Regions from separate parts of the Zea mays genome. Here region 2 is linked to region 1. A link is a contact called in public Hi-C data. All regions are on one chromosome and are shown on one strand. Each heading gives the region's core, a stretch centred on a gene start, on an enhancer-like site or on the middle of the called end of the contact. The rest is flanking DNA. Distances are from core to core; before and after follow the strand shown. Region 1 holds the start of LOC100277178. Region 2 holds the start of LOC100502386.

What was found. A called contact is a pair of places that touch in the nucleus more often than the background predicts.
Region 2: a contact with region 1 is called in a Hi-C map of endosperm, with 2.4 times the contacts expected there. The contact joins the promoter of LOC100502386 here to the promoter of LOC100277178 in region 1. A contact is called at or near these places in 2 of 25 Hi-C or Micro-C datasets (endosperm and tassel).

What each region holds. Positions count from the first base shown.
Region 1 is chr2:199,904,983-199,908,285 of Zm-B73-REFERENCE-NAM-5.0, reverse strand. It overlaps LOC100277178, which reads right to left and starts at 1,442. Exons shown (of 3, transcript NM_001328636.1): 1 at 1,298-1,442; 2 at 1,002-1,100. The coding sequence starts at 1,366.
Region 2 is chr2:200,227,024-200,230,441 of Zm-B73-REFERENCE-NAM-5.0, reverse strand. It overlaps LOC100502386, which reads right to left and starts at 2,013. Exons shown (of 4, transcript NM_001196864.1): 1 at 935-2,013; 2 at 703-835; 3 at 525-609; 4 at 1-267. The coding sequence starts at 1,953. The coding sequence ends at 65.

The DNA.
Region 1 (3,303 bases), core at 193-2,692:
ACCAGGCCAGTGACCACTGCCATTATCTGCTGCTGCTGGTAGGACAACAACGTTACCACAGGCCAGCTCCCTGCCACTTTTTGTGTGTGTAGCAGTGAGGGTATGGGTATCTGTTTTGTGCAAGCTAGGATTTCAAACGCAGGTGGCTGTTACCACCACTCACTGACGAACCACCGCACTATCATTGTGCACCAAGGGAAAGATCAACATCATTGTACAGCCACTATTTATTTTCGCTAGATTGAAATTAATTTTTAGCCTCATTTGTTGAACAAAGTCCTGTTCCTCAGACTCTAAGCTGTAACACCCATAAAAACTAAGAAACTAACAACATTCATTGAGAAACAGCAACGATGTGAAATAACTGAAACAAATAAAACTGGCAAAGCTACTCCAGAAATATAACTTTTATGTTTTCCACATTTACAAAATACAATTAACCAAACAACTGCGACAGAGATCTTTCACTGCATACACAATGACATGATACAGTAACTTTTAATCTATTAACAATTTTAACATTCAACTCAGGCATAGATGGAAACCTAGCTCGTCGCCTGTCACACAATTCTGTGTAGGCATCGGATCAGCCATAGTCTACAGGTCTAAGATCAGAATGGTATAGTGTCCTTGAACATTCCACAAACTAATCTCATGAACATAATAACATGAGCATGAACACCATCTTATTAGACTGAGGTACGGGTATTAGCGCCATGCCCAAGAATGTCTAATTTCTAATTATTCGGCTCTGAATGTTGATTACTGGCACCTCCATAAAGCATAATACCACGGGAATTCAAGAATTAACGGTGAACAGTCACTAGGCACTACTTCAAATGTGGGAGAACACCGAAACAAATGGAGAATCAATGTCTCCAACGAAACAGTAATACATTCAAGTCCACGACATATCATCTGGCACTCCGATTCGCAGTATGACCTATCAACAGGAAGCTAGCAATAACTAATACAAGTAATTTGCAAGGATCAGGACACACCTGGCCCCTCTTGCAGTTGAAGTAGGTCTCCCGCAGGCCAACGCACTCGCTGGTAATGTTTGGCACCTTCTCCCCAGCGCACTCCTTGTACGGCCTTTTCTGCACCTGCACACAACCGCATCATGAGAATAGAAATAGCCAGTATCACCCATACTGGATCTCATCGCCCGGCACTAGCTTGCGGGTGATGTCCGCCGCAGCTAACTACGCTTACGCCTAAATCGGATTGAAACAGGCAACGGGAACCTGCGGCGTGGGTGGATTAGGAAGAAGGAAGGAAAACGGAGCCAACCAACCTTGACGCAGTCGGTCTCGCTGAGACACTTGACGAGCTCCATGGCCAACCCCTTGCACGACTTCGCCATCGCTTCCGCCTCTCTTGTCGCGTTTCCACGGACCCCCCACGCGGAACCACGAATGCGAGCCGGCGGCGACTTGCGGGAGGGGGAAGGCGGAAACGAAGCGAGCGGCGAGACGCCGTCTCCTCCGCTCCTACCGGCAGCCGGCTTGACGGGCCGAGCCAGACGGAACCAGATCCGCTGCCTTACGGCAGGCTGCCGTGCGCTCGTCGATCTTCAAACCAACGGTGATCTGCTGCCCTCTCCTTTAGCGTATGGAGCAGCCCAACAGAACAAATTCGGTCCACTTTTTTCATATTTCTTTTTCCAGTCCTGTGGCTCCCGTAGGCTGCACCACCCACCCACCATCAGCACAGCGCCAATAAAACAGAGTGCGGAGAGCAAAATTTCATAGCGATTGAGATTGTTAAATTGGATATGAAACAAAGTGAATACAAGTATTGATCCACTTGATATTGTTTTCACTGAACACTCCATCTACCTTGCAATTAGCAAGAACAAGATACAACAATAAGCTACAAAATAGCATTGACTTGCTTCACAGCTCCTCAAAGAAATCTTCAGTTTTTTAGATCATCACTGCTTGCTCCAGTCAACAGTTGAGTGAAGGAATTGACGGTGTTATATTCTTTATGGAACTGAATGTCAATACTTGCTGGATTGTAACTTAACTTCAAAAAATAAAACTTGCTGGATTGCTTGTTTCCCTTACCTCTTGTGTCTTGCAAGAAACAAATTTATAAACTTGAAAGTTCTTTTCAGTTCTTTTTTATGTTAATGACGTATTGACGACTTGACGTTCACCACGTAGCCTCTTGATGGGGGACTTTCCACTATCCTAAACCACTGCGGTTTCTTGACAGAATTTGCACCATATATATGCTGAATTCACGATCACAAATTGAGAATAATGTACTGTAACAACTAACACAACATATTTCGTCACACAGAAAACTAACTCGTTCACGCAATACAACTCCTAGCCTGCAAGGCGTTGAAATAGCAGTTAGAGTCGAGGAATAGACTCGTAGCACAGAAGAGCAACGTGTACCCCGCTGCACAGATTCTTCCGATTGTCAACCACGGTTTCGTTTCCAAATCTTCATCAGCCACTTCACTTTCCGTAGAAGTTTCTCAAAGTATCCCATGTAGTAATAGACGCACAAAGATTGATCATGGTTGAGCACTAAAACGAGGGACCGGACGGTCCGCTGGCGGACAGTCCGCGCGCACAGAGACAATTAGGATTCCGAGTTTTTGCTACGGTTGTTAGCTAAATTCGTGAAATTAACTCGGGAGATTGTTTGTAACGGGTCCAACCCCCTCCTCTATAAACATAGAGAAATACGGTCGATTAATGATGATCAATCAAATCAATAATCAGTTTATCTCTTGTTTTTATCTTAGACATTAGGAGTAGTTTTAGTTTAATCTCTCAATCCCCAAATTTTCCGCTTCTCTTCGGCTCTACGTCGATTAGAGGTGTCTAGATCGGCTTGTCGACCGTAGACAACACCTAAGATCTCTCCTCCCCGATGGGGTCCCTCTCGGGAGCGAGATTCAAGCGCCATCGACGAACTCCGCTGCCCCCGCGCACGCGCGGACCGTCCGGCCCGTCAGCCAGGAAACCCGAGCCTTGTGCCAGGTTGTGGACCATCCATCCCTGACCAGTAACCACGGACCGTCCGCGCCTGTATAGGACATCGCCGCCGATTCTCGACGTGGTGATTGGCGGCCGGATCGGTGCCAACAATCACGAAGGCCGAAGACTAGAAACTTGGAACTGACCTCATGTTCTTTGCTTCCTCTCTGTTCTTCCTGACCACCAACACCAACCAGCAAGTTGCCGCATGTTGTTTGCGGCATGCGGAGTTGTCTGCAGACTTGTAGCTGAATGATTGCGGGGGCTGAATTGATCTGGTCCGGTCGCCAATTCCACGAGT
Region 2 (3,418 bases), core at 764-3,263, 320 kb before region 1:
GTCCCTTCATGGATCTGCTGTATGGATTAGACCTTCAAGCATGTCCTCTGTGAAACGCGTCTTATTAATGGTTCCACTGCTTCTGCTGAGCTTTGAACTCCTCTGATTCCTGTGGCTGCTGCTGCTCAGCCAGCTGGGCCTCCGATGGCTGCTTCTGCAGCTGCTGTTCGACAATCTTGCGGCTCATATTCGGCACATGAGGATCACTGGCCTCACCAGCAATTTGTTTCAGGCGCTGCACTTCAGCAGTCAGTGCTTCATTCAGAGCTGGATACAGAACAATGTAGCAATAATACAATCAGTAGTTGAATACGCTAAGAAAACAAGATTGCACACATAAATCATAAGAACTTGTAATAGATCAATGGAAATTCCCCTGACATGTCAGTGAACTATACAGTCAATTAGAGAACGGTGAGAGAGACAAAGCAATAGCATGGATGCCAGGTCCGTCTACGTTGAAGCAATAGCATGTAAAGAAACTCATTCAGAATTATTCCATCCAATCTCCTCGTAAAACGTACCATCTTTCAGCTGTGCTTGCTGCTCCATTGCTTGCAGCCTGATCTTCATCTCATTGTTCAGAATTCTAAGTGCCTCGCATTCCCTCTGCGAATAGATATTAAGGCAGTAAAGCAGTGCCAAAACTTGGGCCAACGTACACCGAAATGATCAGCACATTCATAGCCTCAGAGAACAAACCTGCGACGATGCTGCTTTTGAAGATAACGTACTAGTTTCCATCTGCAGCACACGAACCTTGCGCTCAAGCTCACCCATGTACTTCACCTTGCGCTCCTTAGACTTCGCTGCCGAGATCCGATTAGCTAGAATCCTGCAAATTTTACCAGAAAAAAAACACACGATTTCAGCAAACCAAACCAATATGGAGGCTGAGAATCCTCTCACATGATGAGCTCCAGAAAATTCGAACCTCTTGACCCTCCTAGGATCAACAAGAGCGAGCTCAGCAAGGCGATCATTGGCCATGATCTTTTTCATCTCAGACTCGCTGAACTCTCCGTTGGCAGGTTGAGAAGAGGCAGTCGCAACCGCACCGCCCGATGCCCCACTTCCAGCACGCGAGAGGCTGCCGCCGGCGCCTGCCACCGGAGACGGAGGCGGCAGTCTCAGAGAAACCTGGCCCAGGCCTCCAAAGTTGAGATTGCCCATGATGCTGTCCACCGACAGGCTGCGGCAATGGCGAGTATGGCTATGGCTAGCGCTGGTGCCTGCGGCTGCGCTGCCACTAGCCGCCCAGCTCTCAGCGTCATTGTCGCTGCTATCACCGGGGCTCCAAGCGCCTTGGCCGGTGAGTTGTCTGCCTAAGTGATCGTTCCTTTCACTGTTGTTATCCCCGGAGGAGCTGAGATTCGGGTCCCTGTACGAGCGGAATAGCTCCTCGAGTACGGAGGCTTCCCTCGACCTGTATTCCCCAGCTGCAGGAGTCATCGGCAGGGAGAGCTGATTCGGGCGCGAGAACCCGACGAGGAAATCGCTACGGGACCTCCGGTGCCCCGCCCCGCGCGGCGGCAGGCCGGACGCGGACGGCACTTGCTGCTCGGAGCCGCCAGGCGACGACAGGGAACGCGGGACCGCCGCCCCCGCCGCAGGATTGGTGGAGTACGGGAGAAGACCTAGAGAGTCCATGGAGAAAAGAGGCAGCTTCGGGAGCGACCGAGCGAGATGCGATCCGGCGCCCGCCGCCGTGGGCACGAGCGTCGGCGGGCTCTGGTAGTTGCTGAAGACCGAGAAGCCGGAGCTGGAAGCCAGGCGGGGCGCCATCGGTGGGAGGAAAAGTGACGGTGCAAAGCGTCGGTTGTACTGGGAGGCGAGGTCCATGGGGAGCGGGGGCTGTGTCTGTGGCGGGTTCTGGGTCTGGGTCTGACAGCTCGTCGGCAAGAGGAGGCGACGTCGGCGGTGAGCGGGATCGGTGCTCCAGTCCTCGTCCATCGCGACGGAGAGAGGGGTGGAGGATGGTACTGAGCCGGAGCTAGGGTTCAGGAGGAGGGCATTGCGAGGGGAAGGTGAACTAGGGAATGCCGGCGGCGAGGTTTTTGTGACGGCGAGAGCGAATGCGAACGCGAAGGCAGAGCGAGCAAAACGTGAGCGCGGGGGTGGTGCGATGCGGCGCTCAAAAGGAAAGGCGCGTGGACGAGAACGGAAAGTTTATCTTCGGCCTTTTGCACACTTGGGCTTGGCGGGCCTTCTGTTCGCGAGCGCCAGGCCGCTTGCCATGTCTGGGCGGCCGAAAGAGAGATACGGGCTTAGCGATAGCCTTTTCATTTTACATTTAAAATGTTTAAAATTATATTTTTGAACTGAAAAAATTACAGAATGCCATATCATCAATGGACGACAGAGGCTTAATTGTAGAAATATTTGAACGAGCGTACCGGTTTGAGCGGATTAATCAGGGACATTGGATGGGAACCCATCGGACAGGGGGTGTGCGTGGTTAATGTGGCCGGGGAAACTTTGTAAAGAGCCCTTTGTTTGGTACTCCGCTCGCAATCTGCACGTGTTCAAAGACCATCACAGGTAGGTCCTAAATTTAACAAAGTGAACCCTGAGCTCTCGGGGATTTGAACTCCTGTCCAGGGAGGGAGTTCTTGCACTTATAGGTGTACATTTGTGCTGTGCCTAATAGGCCGGCCCAAAACACACAATTTTTGGCACGACCCAGATCTGGCACGGCCCAACCTAATTGTGGGCCTGGGCCGGCACGACCCAATATGTGGGTCGTGCCTGGGCCTCAAGTCAAGCCCATGGGCCGGTCTGGCACGGCCCATTTAACTAAGGCACATCGAGGCCCACTAAATATAGACTTGGTATTTAACTAAGGTCCGTCAAAACTCATATGACCAGCACAACTTGGAGAATCTAGAGCTTCAATAGACCACCAATACCTAGATGAGGATAGTGAATAGTGATGATGATTATTGTATATGTATTCTGTATGGCTGTATAGTACTTAATTTAACACTGACTTAATTAAACACTGAACAGAGAACTGAATATTATTTCTGAGCTAGATGTAGAAAGGTTTTTAGGGTGTGTTTGGTTTGACTTTTGGCTTTTGGCTTTTGCCCCCTAAAAGCCGAAAGCCAACCAAAGGGTTAGATCCAGGAAGTAGCTTTTTCTAAAAGCTGGCTTTCTCACAGTGCAAATATGAAAGCACCCCTAAACCTGATTTTAGTGGCTTTTCGAATGAAACTGTGAAAACATATATCGAAGAACTTTTAACGACTTTTAGTGGTTTCCACCAAACAGTTTTTAGCTTTTTAACGGCTTACAGCCTACAACAGCTTTTTCCACAGCTCACAGCCCACAGCAACTTTTTTCACAGCCACAGCCCAACCAAACAGACCCTTAATGTGCATCCACAACGTCTTAGTTTTATTTTGGTCATATATAT